Linked DNA regions of Mus musculus: region 2 is linked to region 1. A link is a contact called in public ChIA-PET data. All regions are on one chromosome and are shown on one strand. The core of a region is the stretch at or near the end of the contact, and the rest is flanking DNA. Distances in the headings are between cores, read along the strand shown.

Region 1 (7,718 bases), core at 1,460-3,959:
AGAACTCTACCAACTGAAGGGCATCCCCCTGCTGAACTCCGACAAACATTGTAAAGGCTAAACCGAACATGGGCTCTATGCTCTCGTGAAGCCACATTGGGGGTTGATGAGCATAGTGTAAAGTTAATAGATGTGCATAGAAATAAGTTATAGACTATTGCTTGTGGGAAGAACACTGGACATTTTGCTATTGAAAATGTCTTTTACAGGGCTGGAGAGATGGTAGTTGAGAGTGTTTGCTGCCCTTCTAGAGGACCTGGATTAGATCAAGTCCCAGAACCTACATGGAAGCTCACAACTGTCTGGAACTCACATTCTAGGGGGTCTGCAGCCCTCTTCTGGCCTCTAAGAACACCAGGAATGCACAGAGTACAGAGATATACCTGCAGGCAAAAACTTATATACATAAGATAAAATATTTTAAAATCTTTTACTTTTTAAATATCTAATAGGTTGCTTTAAAAGTGAAGAAATGCAACCAAGCACAGCAGTGTACATCTTTACTTCCAAGCACTTGGGAAGCAGAGGCAGGACAATCTCTGTGAATATAAAGCCAGCCTGGGGGCGGGGTGGTGGTGGTGGTGGTGGTGAGATGGCTCAGCAGATACGAGCTACTCTTCCAAAGATCCTGAGTTCAATTCCCAGCACTCACATGGTGCCTCACAACCATCTGTAATGGAATCTGATTCCCTCTTCTAGTGTATATGAAAACAGAGCAATTCTAAACATAAAATAAATAAATAAATCGAGAGAGAGAGAGAGAGAGAGAGAGAGAGAGAGAGAGAGCTACCCAGCTATCCTGGTCTAAAGTTCCAGGCCACCCAGGGCTACACAATGAAACCCTGTCCCAAGCAAATCATTAAACAAGCAAGCAAACAAACAAATGGCTAACTTATCAAAAAGGTGCCTTAAAGCCCTTTTATTTGGAAATAAAATCTTGGCTAAATGTTATTGTTTGAGATAACAGAAGTAAAAGGTATACACATTTTATCAAAATTTAACGTAACTATTATGGAAAGTCCCCTTATTACAGTGACACCCCCCCCCCCCCCCCGTCTGACAGTAGGCTATAAGGCACTTGTCATCTCAGAGGGGTCATGCCTCATCCCCAGGAGAAAGAAATGCAAAAGAATAGATACACACAGGCATTATTGAGTCTTCCCACTCAGCCTGTTAGCAGTCTGGCCTATGTGACTCCGTTTCTAAAAGGTTCAGAGAGCCTCCAGATCTATGAGTACATGGAGGGACTTGGAGAGAGACCACTGACAAAAGCCACTGAGACACCATCCCTTCTCCCATACCTCCCCTGTGAATCTTTTGGTCTATATTCTTTGTAATGATGTACAGTAAAAGGGTAACTATAAGAATTTTCCTGAATCTGTAAGCTGCTCAAATAGATTAGTCAAGCGCAAGGAGAGAGCTATGGAAACCTCATTTTGCAGGCAGTGGACAAGTAAAAACAAGCTGGGTCTCCTGACTGCCATCTTAAAGCGCAGGGCAGTAAAGAGGAGCAGTCTTGGGGAGTGATCCTCAACATGTAGGGTTTGAGCTTCAAAATTTCTGGATTAGGGTTCACTGGCTTTCATAGACTCTGCTGATGTTCACTGGATTAGGTTGATGCTGTTGATGTCCACTGCTTGCTTGCTTCTGGGAAGAAGTCTCCATACCTTTTGAGGTCACAGGCATTTCTTTGGTGATTTTTTTCCTAGACACAGAGTGATATTATGTGCATCATTTAGGCACTGTAACCTACTGTTGATAGTCCTACTTAAATACAGTCAGTGTGGTGTGATGCTTTGGTGGCTTGTCTTCTAACTAGTCAGCGACTATAAGTGACTAACAGGTGCGTTACATAGACAATGTACATACACCCAACAAAAGGAAGTTTACTACCAAGTGGGATGGAGCAAGACTGTGAGATTTCCCCACATAACCCAGAGTGATGCACAATCTAGAACTCGTTCCATTCTGGAACTTATCACCTAATACTTTCACACTTTGTCTGATCTTGGAAGATGAAACCACAGAAAAGGGGACCTGGAGAATTGACTCCTGAGGAGAAAATGTAGCGTGTTGTAATTAATGCTTAAAGTTCATTTCTTGGTTGGCTTTGTTGCCTGCTAGCTGTATACTCATTCTTAATTCATTAAGCCCTGTTTTTAAATTTAATTACAGAAAAATATTTACTTCATTGTATGCAAATATTTAGAATGGCTATGAATAGAGACAGAATGTAATTGAGTCAGCAATGGATGACACAAAGATAGCGATTATGTACCTAAACATAGTTGATGTAACTATTCACAAATCACAAATAAATTAAAAAAAAAAAGAATTGAGAGATTTGCATTAGCACCTAGAGGTGCATGGAAGAGGGTCTTTACCTCTAAGGTACTGTTTATCAAAATAAGACAAACAAAAACCGCCCCAAAACTAGCCAAACGGAATCTTTTGGATCACAATTTTAAAACATAATAGAAAAAAGAAAACAAGACAGTGTGCAAACTGTCAATATGAAAAGAAAAAAAGGAAAAGGGAAAAACGAGTCTCAGCCTGGCTCGTCGCGTGGAAGAGCGTGGGGAAATGCCAAACAGCAAAGAAGTTTGCACAGCCCCCCCCCCCCCAAAAATGCTCAGCGTCTGTACCGGGAAGCTTCCCCGTCTCCCAGGCAACCGGCGCCTCAGCCAATCGCAACTGAGTATCGGGGTCACGTGGCCCGACCTGGCAAAATGGCGGCGCTGCTGGAGGCGCGGCTGGCGGGCTCTGGCGTCTGAGCTTCTGCCCCGGAGCTCTCGCGACCCAGAGGATGGCGGGCCTTGCGAGGGGAGACTCGCGTGGGCGCCCGCCCGAGCTCCCTGGAGACCTGTCCTCACAGGAAGAGGAAGAGGAGGAAGGCGACTCCGACGCCGGGGCCAGCAGCTTGGGCTCCTACTCCTCAGCCAGCAGTGACACGTAAGGCTCCTGGAGACTGCGGGTCCCCTGCCCTTGCTCGCACGCACGGGGAGCGGGGAGCAGTTCGCTGGCGGGCTTGCTCCGGTTTCTGGATAAGGGGTGGGGGTGGGGGTGGGGGTCCCTGCCTCTGGTGGGTTCTGTGTCTGTGAAGGATCATTGTTGTGCTCTGTAGCACTGCCTTCTTACCTCACTGTGTCTTAGAGCATTCTTTAACATTTATTTTTATTATTTTTTTATTACATGTACCTGTGTGTCTTTGTGTGGGTATCTGCACATAAGTGCAGGTGCCCACAGAGGCCAGAAGAGGGCATTGAATCCCTGGAACTAGTGTTTTCCCGGGTTGTGAGCAAGCATGTTGGTGCTTGGAACTGAACTCCAGTCTTCTCCAAGAGCAGCAAACACACCTAACTTATGAAGTCCCTCTGCACCCTCAGACTCCTGAGTATTTGCTGGGGAGAGACACCGTACACACACTTTGTGAGGCAACTATTTAATATTAGGGAGGTGTTTTTTTCCTCTTGTGGAAATGATAGCATAAAGAGGAGCCTCACTATCAAGACATTCTCTCTGGCTTTAGGATAGTCAGGCTGTATTTTTCTGTTCAACCCCAGGGTTTCTTTTATTTCAAGTCAGAATTCTTGGTAATATCATAAGTAAGTTATTTTGAGTCACAGTATTTCAATTCTTAAGGAATCTATCCCTGTTGCTATGGATTAAGGACTTCTTGGAATAACTACTGATAACTTAGAATGATTATTAGTGAAAGGATTCAGGTCACTGTGTGCCCAAAGGCTGTCCATACTTTTAGGGGAACATCCTATGTGCAGTTGGAACTAGCAGTTATGAATAACTGATCATCTTCAATCAACAGTATGTAACACATTCTTTTTTGTCACTAAAAGTAAGGGGAAAACCTGCTCAAATCCACTCTAGAAGCTTACTACAGAGAGATTGTAGTCTTAAAACTTCACACAGATGTAAAAATATCAACTTTGTAAGCTGTTGTTGTCATCTTAAAAAATGATTTAAAACTTTGTGGTTGGTTGCTGTGGTAAGAAATTATGACCAAAGGCAACTTAGACCCCAGGTCAGGGTCCGTTATGAGTGAAGGGCTTCAAGGCAGGACCTTGAAGCAGGCCTGGGTTGCCATTCTACATAGCAGTACCTCCAATCTGAGAACTCCCTTCACGGCCAAAGCTGCAAGGCAGAAAGCATGGAGGGCACTGCTGGCTGGCAGGCGGGCGGGCAAGCTTATGCCTTGCATGCTTTCTTACCTAGTTTACGTGATTTCCCCACATCTTAGTCACACACTTTTATCCTAGAAATATTTGCACTGTTACCATGAACACAGAAACACTGACCTAACTCCTGAAGGGGCATCCAGCATACAGTGGGATTTTCTTGAGAACCTTGTAGGAAAAGTCGATGTCTTTATCAGTCATTTACCAGTCACTCCAAATATTCCAGTGTCCTTGTCCTGATAATACACTCTTACTGCAAAGTGTTTGGCTGGTTGTTCCAAAATTAAGATTTTTTTTTTTGGTCTGTCCTTTGTTGGTATGTGTAACATGAAGAGAAAATTGCTGACCTGCCTTGGGAAGGTTTTGTTCAAATATTTTATTATATTACGTATTTACTGCCATAAGCTACAGTATTGTGCAAGCTGGGCCACCCTGCTTTGGGAAGAACCACTCTGATGGAAGGCTTAGGATCATGAATCCGAACCTTTCAAATCAGAGAGATAAGACTTGCCGGTTACCCCTGTGGACTCCATGAAGCACACAGAGAGAGGCATATTCCATATCCTAGACTTTTAAGATTCCCGTTACTGACTGACTCTTCTTTTTGCAAGCTATTATTTCATGCGTGTTTGCAATCGAAATGCAGTTTGACCTACATATGATCATGTTAGTTTATTATTTGTGAGATGAAACTGCCTTAGGATAATATTCTGGTAGGGTTTTAAAAATATTTAATGTGTGTCTAGGTGTGGCTGTGTGTGTAAGTGCCTGTATTTGTGTGAGCCTGTGTGTGTTTACATGTGTGTGTGCCCATGTGTGTGTGCTTGCTCACAGTTGCCATAACGAAAGTATGGAGGTCAGAAGACAACTTGAAAGAGTTGATTCTCTCCCCCTACCATGTGGATTCAGGGCATCACACGTAGGTCATCCAAGTGCAAGTGTCCTCACTTGCCGCGGCATTCCTCTGGCCCCAAGTTGTTCTTTTAGTAGATTTATTTTAGGCTTGTTATGGTCGAGGGAGGCTTTAGATAGAAGATGCCATTGTGTCTAAACCTGGCACATGGGCATGACCTCAGGGGGCTTCAGAGACCAAACAGGGGAGAGGATAGGGTTAAGGGACCCACTGATGGCTTCAGGACTAAGATAATAAACGCCTTTCCTTAGCAGTGAAGCCAGGCTTCTCTGCTTTGCTGTGCAGTTCCCAGTTCATTGAAGCAACAGTGATTAGTTCATGATGGCCAGAGATGACAATTTTATGACATCAATCTTTGATTTTTTTAAAGTGTTTTGGTTTTGGGTTTTTTTGTTGTTGTTTTTTGTTTTGTTTGTTTGTCATTGTTAGTTTTATAACTAGGGCTGAGGGGCAAGAAGAGGGGTGACTGTGAAATAGATTCTGCCTGAGAAACTTCTACCTAAAGTAAGATTGGCTAGAGAAGAAAGCAAATACTTCCTTTGCATGCCTGAGATTTTCAAGTCACTTTACTGAGGCATATGTGCAAGCCTGCACTTCCATCCATCAGCAGGGCACATTATGGCTCACCCAGATGTTTCTCCACGTGTCTGAGACCATGCGTTCCCTCTCTCTCTGGGACCACTCGCTTTCTGCCACTGCAGGTGGCTTTGTATTTTCCAGAGTTTTGAAAAAGTGCGGTGTTTAGTCTCTGTTTTATCTTTTTTTTTTTAATTTTGTTACTATGGTAGATCCTCTCCCTCTCCCTCTCCTCTTTCTCCCTCTCCCTCTCCTCCCTCTCTCTCTCCCTTTCCTTCTCTTTCTCCCTCTCTTTCTCCCTCTCTTTCTCCCTCTCTCTCTCTCTCTCCTTTCTCTCTCTCTCTCTTCTGAGTACAATTCTGCTGCCTGTCTAGATAAGTACTTACCTTTGTCTTGGGTTTTGACATGGACAGGAGTGACTTATAGGATGCCATATACTTCTGTTTGAAGTTCTCTTTTTTTCTCCTGTTCTGAGCCCTGGTTTTTCTTTTAATTAGTTCTTTTATAAACTAACATAGTTTAATAAGATAAGGAACATGAAAGTGGGTTAATGCTGTATAATTCCCAACTGCCACCTCACACAGTTCAGCGTGTTATAAAGGGAATTGTCTCCCTTGCCTTTCCTCCATCTTCTCGCCACAGTCTCGGTTTACATCCTTAGACTTGATTGCTGTGCGCACACCCTGGGCTGTACCCCAGCCCTCACTTGTCTCCTCTCGACATACTGCCTTACTACCAGGGCTTGCCACTCCTCTCTCACACACTCCGTGGATGTCACCTCTAATAGATCTGAAGCTCTGCCTCTATTTCCCGTCATCCGTCTATAAGAACTTACTTTCTCAAACGCAGTTCTAAAGATTGGAGAGATGAGCCAGCTATGGTGGCACACACCTTGGATCCCTGCACTTAGAAGTCAGAGATAGGCTCTCTGTGAGTTTGAGGCCAGCCTGGTCTACAAAGTGAGTTCCGGGACAGCAATGCTACACAGGGAGACCTTGTCTTGAAAAACCAAAAACAATGACAAAAAATATTGAAGGAATGGTTCAGTAATTAAGAGCATGGCATGTACTATTCTAGGGGAACACTGGAGTTTGATTTCTAGTACACAAGAACACACACACACACACACACACACACACACACACTTACTTCTCCTCCCCATCAGTGATCTCTTCCTGGGTTTCTGGATTCTATGGTCACTCCAAATTAAGCAGACAGATTTAAGATTTGTCACTAAGATCCATAAGATCAAGCCAGTTAACATTCCAGCCTGGAGGGTAAGAGGTTCATGAATTTCCACCCCTAACTGAGGTACTATGGATGGTTGATGGTTTCTGTGAAAGGGTGTGGTCCCTAACAAGTGTACTGGGCTCCATTGTATGGCCCCATATCCAGGAATGCATAGTAGCACTACTGGTCTTGATGAGTTCTTTAAATAATTATAAGAAGAAAAAATTGTGGGGATGCAGGCGAGGATTGATCTGGGAGTAGTTAGTGGGAGAAGTTGGGGTGAATATGATCAAAATTCAGTTATGTGAAATTATCAAAGAATAACAAAAGTATTTAAAATAAGTCTTTAAAAAGACAACACAGTTCTAGACCATGTTTCCTGCTCTACTCAAAAGCACAGTAGCTCCCCAGCCTTAGATTCCCTAGGATAGCTTTGAAAGTTCCTGGCTTAGTTCATCTTTGTTATGTGTGTGGTAGATGTATATAGGTGTGTGACCTCAGACTCCACCTAGCTAAGCTTCCAACTAGTGAAAAGGAATTAAAGAAAAGCTTAGATTCGGGTTGGTAGTCCACACCTTTGATCTCAGCACTTCAGAAGACAGAGGCATGCAGATTTCTGAGTTCAAGCCCAGCCTGGTTTACAGGGCTAGTTCCAGGACAGCCAAGCTTAAGTGGTACAGGAAACCACCAAATCCAGAAAGCTGGTGAAGGTGTAATTGAACAAGGAGGCCATGTTCCAGTCCCAGCAAGCAGCAGAACTGGCAGCTTCGGCCACGTAGTTCTGGCTTTAGAGTCAAGGATAGAAG
Region 2 (7,718 bases), core at 2,816-5,315, 220 kb after region 1:
GGCATGTCTAGTGTTACTAGTTACTATATGTAAGGAACCAACTCATTTCCACTGTGGCGTGACATATAGATGACGCTAAGGCACATGCTGTGTGAGTGGGTGACTCTCAGCATGTCAATCTTGGTTGTAGGTGCGGTACCTGGAAGAAGAGCGGCCCTTTGCAATTGAGCAAGTCACTGGGATGTTGCTGGCTAAGCTTAAAGAGACCTCAGAAAATGCTCTGAAGAAGCCAGTGGCTGACTGTGTGATCTCGGTGAGCAGCAGTACATTGATGTCAATAAAAAAGGGGGGTTCTCTTTGTAATTTCTCCCTTTGGCCAGAAAATAACTTATATTTCCTTTTCTTTGTTAAAAGCTGCCTTATTTGGTAAAGTTTAGAATTGTATCAAGTCGGTTCTGATAATCAGCAAACCTTCAAAGCCCATTGTGTTTTATTATTTTAGTGGCTGCTGCCACTGACACGTGTGAGATTCTTCCTAAGGGACAAGTGAGAAGACTTAGGAGGTGAAAGCACTTGCCACCAAGACAGAGGCCATGAGTTTGGTCCCCAGAGTGCGCATGGTGACAGAGAGACCTAATTCCTGAGGGCTGTCCTCTAATCCTGCCTTTGTGCCTCCTCCCACACATGTACACACCCAAATCCGTATGAAGATACACACTAAATGAATGTAACTTTAAAAATCTTTTTAAAAGATAATCTTCCTAAATAGATTTTAACTTCCCAACTTTAAATACATTAATGTTTTAGGGAAAAAATTAAAAATTCAGAGTTAGTGATGTGAGGTTACAGGTGGGAATTTGAAGTTATAGATACTCTGTCTCAGGAAAAAAACAGATATTTAAGAATCCTTTTTTATCCCCACCAACCCCACCCCTTTTTAAGAATTCTTTTTTAAGGACCTTAATAAAATATTTATCTACCATAGCTTCTCTTGAAATCTCATTGAATAATGTTAACTACCTTTTAACTTACATGTTTTAACTTAATGTAAATATATTAAAGTTGACTACACATAAGTTGAAGAGTTTCATATCAGAAAAAAGAATTAGATTATGAACTGTTCAGTAAACATAACCATCAAATATCCTCATTACTTGAATTCAATTTGAAAGAAATGTTACAGCGTGGTATTTTACTTTGTGAACATTTATAAATAGCAGTTAGTAGTGTTGATCATTGACTAGGCACTGTAGTAGTTTATGTGTATTAACACATTTAGTAAACCTCAGAGATTCCCTCATACGGGTAGACTATTACATCCTAGTTTTCATATTGAGAAATGTAAGGTAATTCATTTCCAAGAGTGTGCTTGCAGTGTTACCACTTTGAATATGTTTAAGATTGGTACAGGTGTCCTAAAGTCTGTCTGTCATAGTCATTGGCATTATGAAGACAGGTCTAGTCTGTGAGTTACTATAACAGCTACAAAAACATGTGTTTTATAAATTACCCCATGAGTATTCTATGAACCATACATATTCATTCACTTATAGATTTTTAAGGAGAAGAATACTGATATCCAGGACAAACAAAATAGGCATCAAACGCAACACAACCAAACTAAAGACTGCTGACTTAAAACTTAAAACTTATGCTGAGCATGATGTCATGTGCCTTTAATCTCAGGACCCAGGAGGCAGAGCCTGGCAGATCTCTGCATTAAAGGCCAGCTTGATTTATATAGTGAGTTCTAGGATAGCCAATATATATATAGTGAAAACCTGTCTAAAAAAAAAAAAAAAAAAAAAAAAAAACCAGCAAACAAATTGCTTAAGTTGGGGGCAATGGGATGGCTCAGTGAGGCAAGGCACTTGCCACTCAAACCTGGGGCCATGCATTCAGCCCTCTGAACCCATGTGAAGGTGAAAGAAGAGAGCTGCTTCCACAGGCTGTCCTCTGACTTTTATAAAAACACTATGATGTTGTACAACCCCCACATACACATCCTAATGAGAGAAACAGTGAGATGGGTATTGTAACTTATACCAAGAATCCCAGCAACCTTGAGGTTATCAAGGCACTGAGTTCTTTTGTACATTAAAATATTCAATAATTTTTTTAAATTTTGGGCTAAATTAAAGTATTTCTTATCTTGACATAAGTAAGAATAAGCAAGTATATATTTTAAACTGGATGTTAACATTTTAGTTTAAACACAGTATTTTTGATGGTTATAAAATAGGTTTTTTCATAGTTTACTATAATATATATTTTCCCTCCTTGGAAACACTTGGATTTCATCTTCTTTCTGTATATACATTTCACAGAAATGAAATTATGCTCTCCATAGCATTTTTTGTTGTTGTGTGTGTGTACCTGCTTGTCTATGTGTGTGCCATGTGTGTGTCATGCCATAGAGGCCAAAAGAGGGCCTCAAATTTTTTGGAACTGGAGTTACAGGGAGTTCTGCCTGATCTGGGTACTGAGAACAGAACTCTAGTACTCTTCAGGAACAGCATGTGCTGTTAACCAACAAGCCATCTCTCCAGCCCCTGCAAGGCTTGGCTTTGCTCTGCTCTGCTCTGCTCTGCTTCTCTCCTCTCCTCTCCTCTCCTCTCCTCTCCTCTCCTCTCCTCTCCTCTCCTCTCCTCTCCTCTCCTCTCCTTTCTTTTTCTTTCCTTTTTTTTTTTTTAGCATAATATACTATTTCGTGGCAATAGAGATCTAGCTGATCTTAGCTATATAGGATTCTACTATATGGATATACTATATTAGATATACCTAACCTTATTTCAGTATAGTCTTAGGGCTTCAGTTTACTATTATTAAATATGGACTAGTATTAAATTAACTTATTTTAGGTGGTTTTTTTTTAGATGAATTCTTACTATGTAGTAGTGTAGTAGCCCTGAATGACCTGAAATTCACTCACCTCAAACTCAGAGATCCTCCTGCCTCTACTTCCCAAGTGTTGGGATTAAAGGTGTATGCCACCTTCCTAAATAGTCTAACATATTAGTCAAGCTTTCAGTACTGTATCAAAATAATGGAGACAGCGTACCTTTGTTACAAAACTGGTTTATTTAGCTCATAGTTCTGAAGGATGAATATTAATAATGGGCAATTCTATTAGTTTGTCCTGTAGTGAGGACATTACAGCATCGTTGGCAAGAATATGTATGAAGAAAAGACCAGACTGCCACACAAGAGTCCAGACAGAAGTGGAGTCCATCATTCCTTTCTAGACCAATACCTCTCAGTTCCCTTAAGCATCTTTAACTAAGTCTACCTCCACAAGGGTCACACTAATGAGCCTTAGAGAGAGCAAGCTAAAGTGCAGCAAACAGACTAACACTGCTTCTTTGAGGCAAACAAAACTGGTGGTCTGCCATACTAATCGCATTTGTGTTCACACTCCAAATCCAGTCTGCATGGCGTAGAAAGTATCCAATTTAAGAATCCACTCTAGCATTTGATGTTGATTTAAAGTCGCATGTTTTCCTGCAGTTACTATTAAGTCTGTGGCGCAGTAACTTATGACTGTTCTTGCCAGATCCCGAGCTTTTTCACCGACGCAGAGAGAAGATCCGTGATGGCCGCAGCCCAGGTTGCAGGCCTAAACTGTCTGAGGCTGATGAATGAAACCACTGCAGGTTGGTGATGGCTACCTTAAAGAGTTAGCATTTTCTATCTACAACTCTTGTATTATTTGTACAAACTCTTGTATTATTTATAATTTGTTGTTTTGGAATACAGAGTTTGAATTCATATTTGAACTTGAAGAGCCGTTACTGCTGTAACTTTTCAGATGAGTCACGAAAATAAAACACTTAAGTAATTTATGAAAAGTTATTGTAGGTTGAATCTATATTTTACCATACTGTATATTAGAGTACCGTGTAAAAATGACTTTTCTTTGTCTTGTTCTCCAAAGCTATACAACATTTAACTTAATATTTGTTCTCACACAGTTGCACTGGCATATGGAATTTATAAGCAGGATCTTCCCTCATTAGATGAGAAACCAAGGAATGTTGTGTTTATCGACATGGGACATTCTGCCTACCAGGTCTCTGTTTGTGCTTTTAACAAAGGAAAACTGAAAGTAAGTAGCTCAGTTACTTTCTATTTATAACTGTGACGAGTGAGAGCACATAGTATATAAAGCCCTTAACAAGTGGACTGAAAGTCTTAGTCTGCCTCTTAAAAGCATAACCATCAAGGCAGGACTGGAGAGATGGCTCAGCAATGAAGAGCACTTGCTACTCTTGCAGAAGATCCAGGTTCAGTTTCTAGCACCCATAGGTGGGCCACAACCACCAGAAACCGGTGGCAGGAGATCTGACCTCGTCTTCTGATTTCTGAGTATAGTAAGTATGCACATGGTGCACAGACATACATGCAGACAAAACATAAATACATCAAAATAAATCTAAACATTCTCATTATATATATTCATATAATATATATAATATATTCATATAATTTTCATATATATACACATACATATTCATATACATGCATACATACATACATACATAATACACATCAACAACAACAAAAAGAATGACCGTCAGCAAGTTTCTTAACTTTGCTCTTACTGATGAAAACCTCCTAGAAGCTGGTTTTGTTTTTTTAATGAACCCTAGCACTCACTTCTCAAGTATGAGTAAAGGAGGGCGTTCCAGGAGCATAGGTGACTCAGTGGCAGCTGCAGCACTATGAAGCCCACAGCAGTGTGATGACTCATAGCAGCTACATCCCTGCAACCTGCTGCTGCAGAGACCTGTGAGCTGCCAGGCCTGTGGGAGAGTCCCCTGGGGTCTCTGTAGCTATGTAGTGCTTGCAATCTGTCTGTCTGTGAGTACTATGTGTCTGTGCTGTTCTGTGTCTGCCATCTGTCCAGATGCATAGCCTTGTGGTACTACCTCCATAGTACTATAATGGAATCCTTAGAATCACAAAATGAAAGGAAATGCCATCGTTGAAATTATAGGTAGTTTTGTATAAGTGGCCGTACGTAATTCTTGGCCTCTAGTCTTGAATTTTAACTTATTAACAAAGGTGGATTTTTCTTTTTTTCTCTCTCTAACTAAATTTAAGTATATTCATCTATACTTTTTCATCAGTGAGTCTTGTTGAAGTCTGATAAATGTAGTGGCCCAACAGCCCTGATTCTCAGTTGAATACACACATCACTACATGGAAGGATGCTTTTGCATTTCATGCTGGGCAGCCCTGTACCCTGTGGATATTCTGTATTCATGGAGTGTGTGTGAGTCTGTTGGAAAATTAGCACCACTTGTTCTTGCATCGTAGTGTGGTGTCCCCTCAAGAAGAAACTACTGAAGAGCCATGCCTGCAGAGTAGTGACTCCCTAATCATGGGATTATGACTGTTTTCTCATTTCTTGGAGAGAAGGGTTAGATATCCTGGAGATCTCTGACTTATGACCTATAGACAGCTGCCCAGCTGCCAGCTCTAGTCTTGTGGGAAGGGTGTTATTTCTTGTGTATTCTTTTGTTCTGTATTGTTATAAAAGTAAAGTAGGTTTTTTTTTAAAAAAATTATAACCAAAAGGCTTAAATTCTAGCCTGGAAATTGACTGATTACATATAATTCTGCAGATTTGCTCTTGGATCTCTTTTCTTGTATGCTTTGCTCTTGTCTGCACTCTTAGAACTGCTGTTTGTTCTTAATTTTCATTTGGGGTTCATATGTTAGAGAACCACTGAATGTGAATTCATGAAATTTTCATTGTCACTCAGTTATTTCAGAAAGAACTGTTCTTCTAATGTGACATGGTGTGTGACAATAGAGCAGGTAGCAAAGAGCAGAGAACTAATTGAGCCAGGTACGAAGGATAATTTAACAAAATATTTGGCATCCAATGATTGACGGGTTCTTTTGGCCTTTACTTTCACAATTTTAGAAGTTTGTTTCTTTGTTTATTTTTTATTTTGTTTTATTTTTTTATTTGTGGTGGTTTGAATACAAGTGTTTCTCAATAGGTTCATATGTTTAAATACTTGGTCTCCAGTTGGTGGAACTATTTGGGAAGGATTAGGAATTGTGACTTTGTTGGAGGAGGTTTGTCAATTAAGGATGAACTTTGAGGTTTCAAAACCTGTTATTCCTAATTTGTGTGTTCCCTCCTCCAACCCCCTTTTTCTCTCTCTTCCCCGTCCCTCATAATTGTGAATCAGAATCTAAGTTCTTACCTATTACTGGCTACCTGCTACCAAGGTAGCAGATGGGTGCTATGATAGTGGTATGGTCTCTAGCCACAAATTAAACGTTTTCTACATTGCCTTGGTCACAGTGTTTAACCACCACAATAGAGAAGTAACTAAGACAGAAGTTGATACCAGAGTGAATTTGCCGGGGGCCAGGCTCTGTGGGTCTTCTTTGTTGTTCTTGGTTCTTCTTGAAACAATGAAGATGAGATATTTAGGTTGCTGTATAATAAAACATTTACTTATCTAAGTCTAAGTTACTTTGCTACTGTAGCTGAGCTGTCTGAGTCCTTTGAGGCCAGAAAGGCCCTTTGAGGTACTAAACTGCATTTAGTACCTCATCATGTAACAGCAGGGTATTAAGTAAAGGATTAATTGCTAGAGCCTTTTCCCTTTTATCCAGATGACTCTGGCTTGTTAGACTACAGGGAAGTTTGGAACACTAAACTTGTATTGACCCAGAAGAGAATCACGCTCACAAAAGAAAAAACTTTTACACAAGTAAATATGGATTAAACTCACATAAATTCACATACAGATTCATGCTTACATATTTCAAAAATCCCCATTCGAACCATTTGGGTCCAGCTTTCATGCAATCTCACAATTACATACTTACACACACACACATACATACATACTGACATATGTATATAGAGCAAAACACTGAGTGCCAGTGCAGAAAGAACTCACTCATTCTGGATGAAAATGAGCTCCAGTCTTTCTTTATTGCATAGAGAAAAGCTTCTACTCACTTATTGCTAAATGAACTAGACCCAAGTCTGTAAGAAGAAAGCTTCGTCCTCTTTAATAAGACTAAGCCTGCCTTGCTAGCTATAAAGAAAAGACCTGTTCTGTCGCTGGTAAGGAGAAGCCTGCCTGCTCCTTCTGCTCCCTCTGCAGCAGCTTCTTCCTTCCTTTTTCCTTCCTTCGTTCTGCATATTGCTCTCTTAGTAGTTTCAGTTGCCTTATAGTTTCTAAGTTATTCCACTCTGCATTCTCGTCTAATCCTGCTCTCTCCCCTGCTTTAATGTCACAGTAATGCCCTTACTCTCAGTACCATCACTCCTAATGCTGTGCCTTTACTTCTAAAGTTCTGACTAAAAAGTTCTCTCTTGAGTTCTGTCTAAAAAATTCTCCTTAGTTCAGTTCTGTCTAAAGGTGTCCTCAGCTCAGTTCCCGTGTCTGCTGTGTCCTCAGAACTTAGACATTTTTCTGAATACATGATTACATGGTAATAAGTTCACAAGTTTACACATAAATCCAAATCATAAGTCAAATAAGAAGTTTACACCAGAGAATGTTTACATGTGTATCCATTAGGAGTAAATATTCATCACCTGTCACCAGCTTTGCAAGTTCATGGAGAGTTAAAAACCTTAACTTATGTCACCAAGGTATTAGTGAAGTTTTATATAGATAAACCCAGTCAATATTTTATCTTCTGTCCTAGCACCTATAATAAATTATAGTTCTCTTGTTTACCACCTTTGGTTAATAGTTTTACAACCTCTTAAAATGCCCCCTAATGCCTGCTTACTA

What was found. ChIA-PET counts read pairs in DNA pulled down with a chosen protein or histone mark.
Region 2: an RNA polymerase II ChIA-PET map of effector CD8 T cells shows a contact between it and region 1, with 14 read pairs. The contact joins the enhancer-like site here to the promoter of Intu in region 1. A contact is called at or near these places in 18 of 39 promoter capture datasets (the C10 cell line, the HPC-7 cell line, HPC-7-derived erythroid cells and 11 more), 4 of 484 Hi-C or Micro-C datasets (bone marrow-derived macrophages, cranial neural crest, liver and 1 more), 14 of 115 datasets of contacts at active chromatin or transcription factors (the SCID.adh cell line, bone marrow-derived macrophages, craniofacial prominence and 11 more) and 3 of 9 other capture datasets (adipose tissue, liver and pancreatic islet).

The regions. Positions count from the first base shown.
Region 1 is chr3:40,538,058-40,545,775 of GRCm38.p6, forward strand. It overlaps Intu (inturned planar cell polarity protein), which reads left to right and starts at 2,710. Exons shown (of 16, transcript NM_175515.5): 1 at 2,710-2,952. The coding sequence starts at 2,807.
Region 2 is chr3:40,756,871-40,764,588 of GRCm38.p6, forward strand. Hspa4l (heat shock protein 4 like) reads left to right here. Exons shown (of 19, transcript NM_011020.3): 4 at 131-253; 5 at 3,494-3,593; 6 at 3,912-4,045. Among named protein-coding and RNA genes, the nearest start is that of Hspa4l, 15 kb to the left of the region's middle. Within about 2 kb of position 4,066, at least 39 of the 459 cell types and tissues checked have an H3K27ac peak or open chromatin away from gene starts, as enhancers often do. A contact at or near this core is called in effector CD8 T cells, where this site is marked.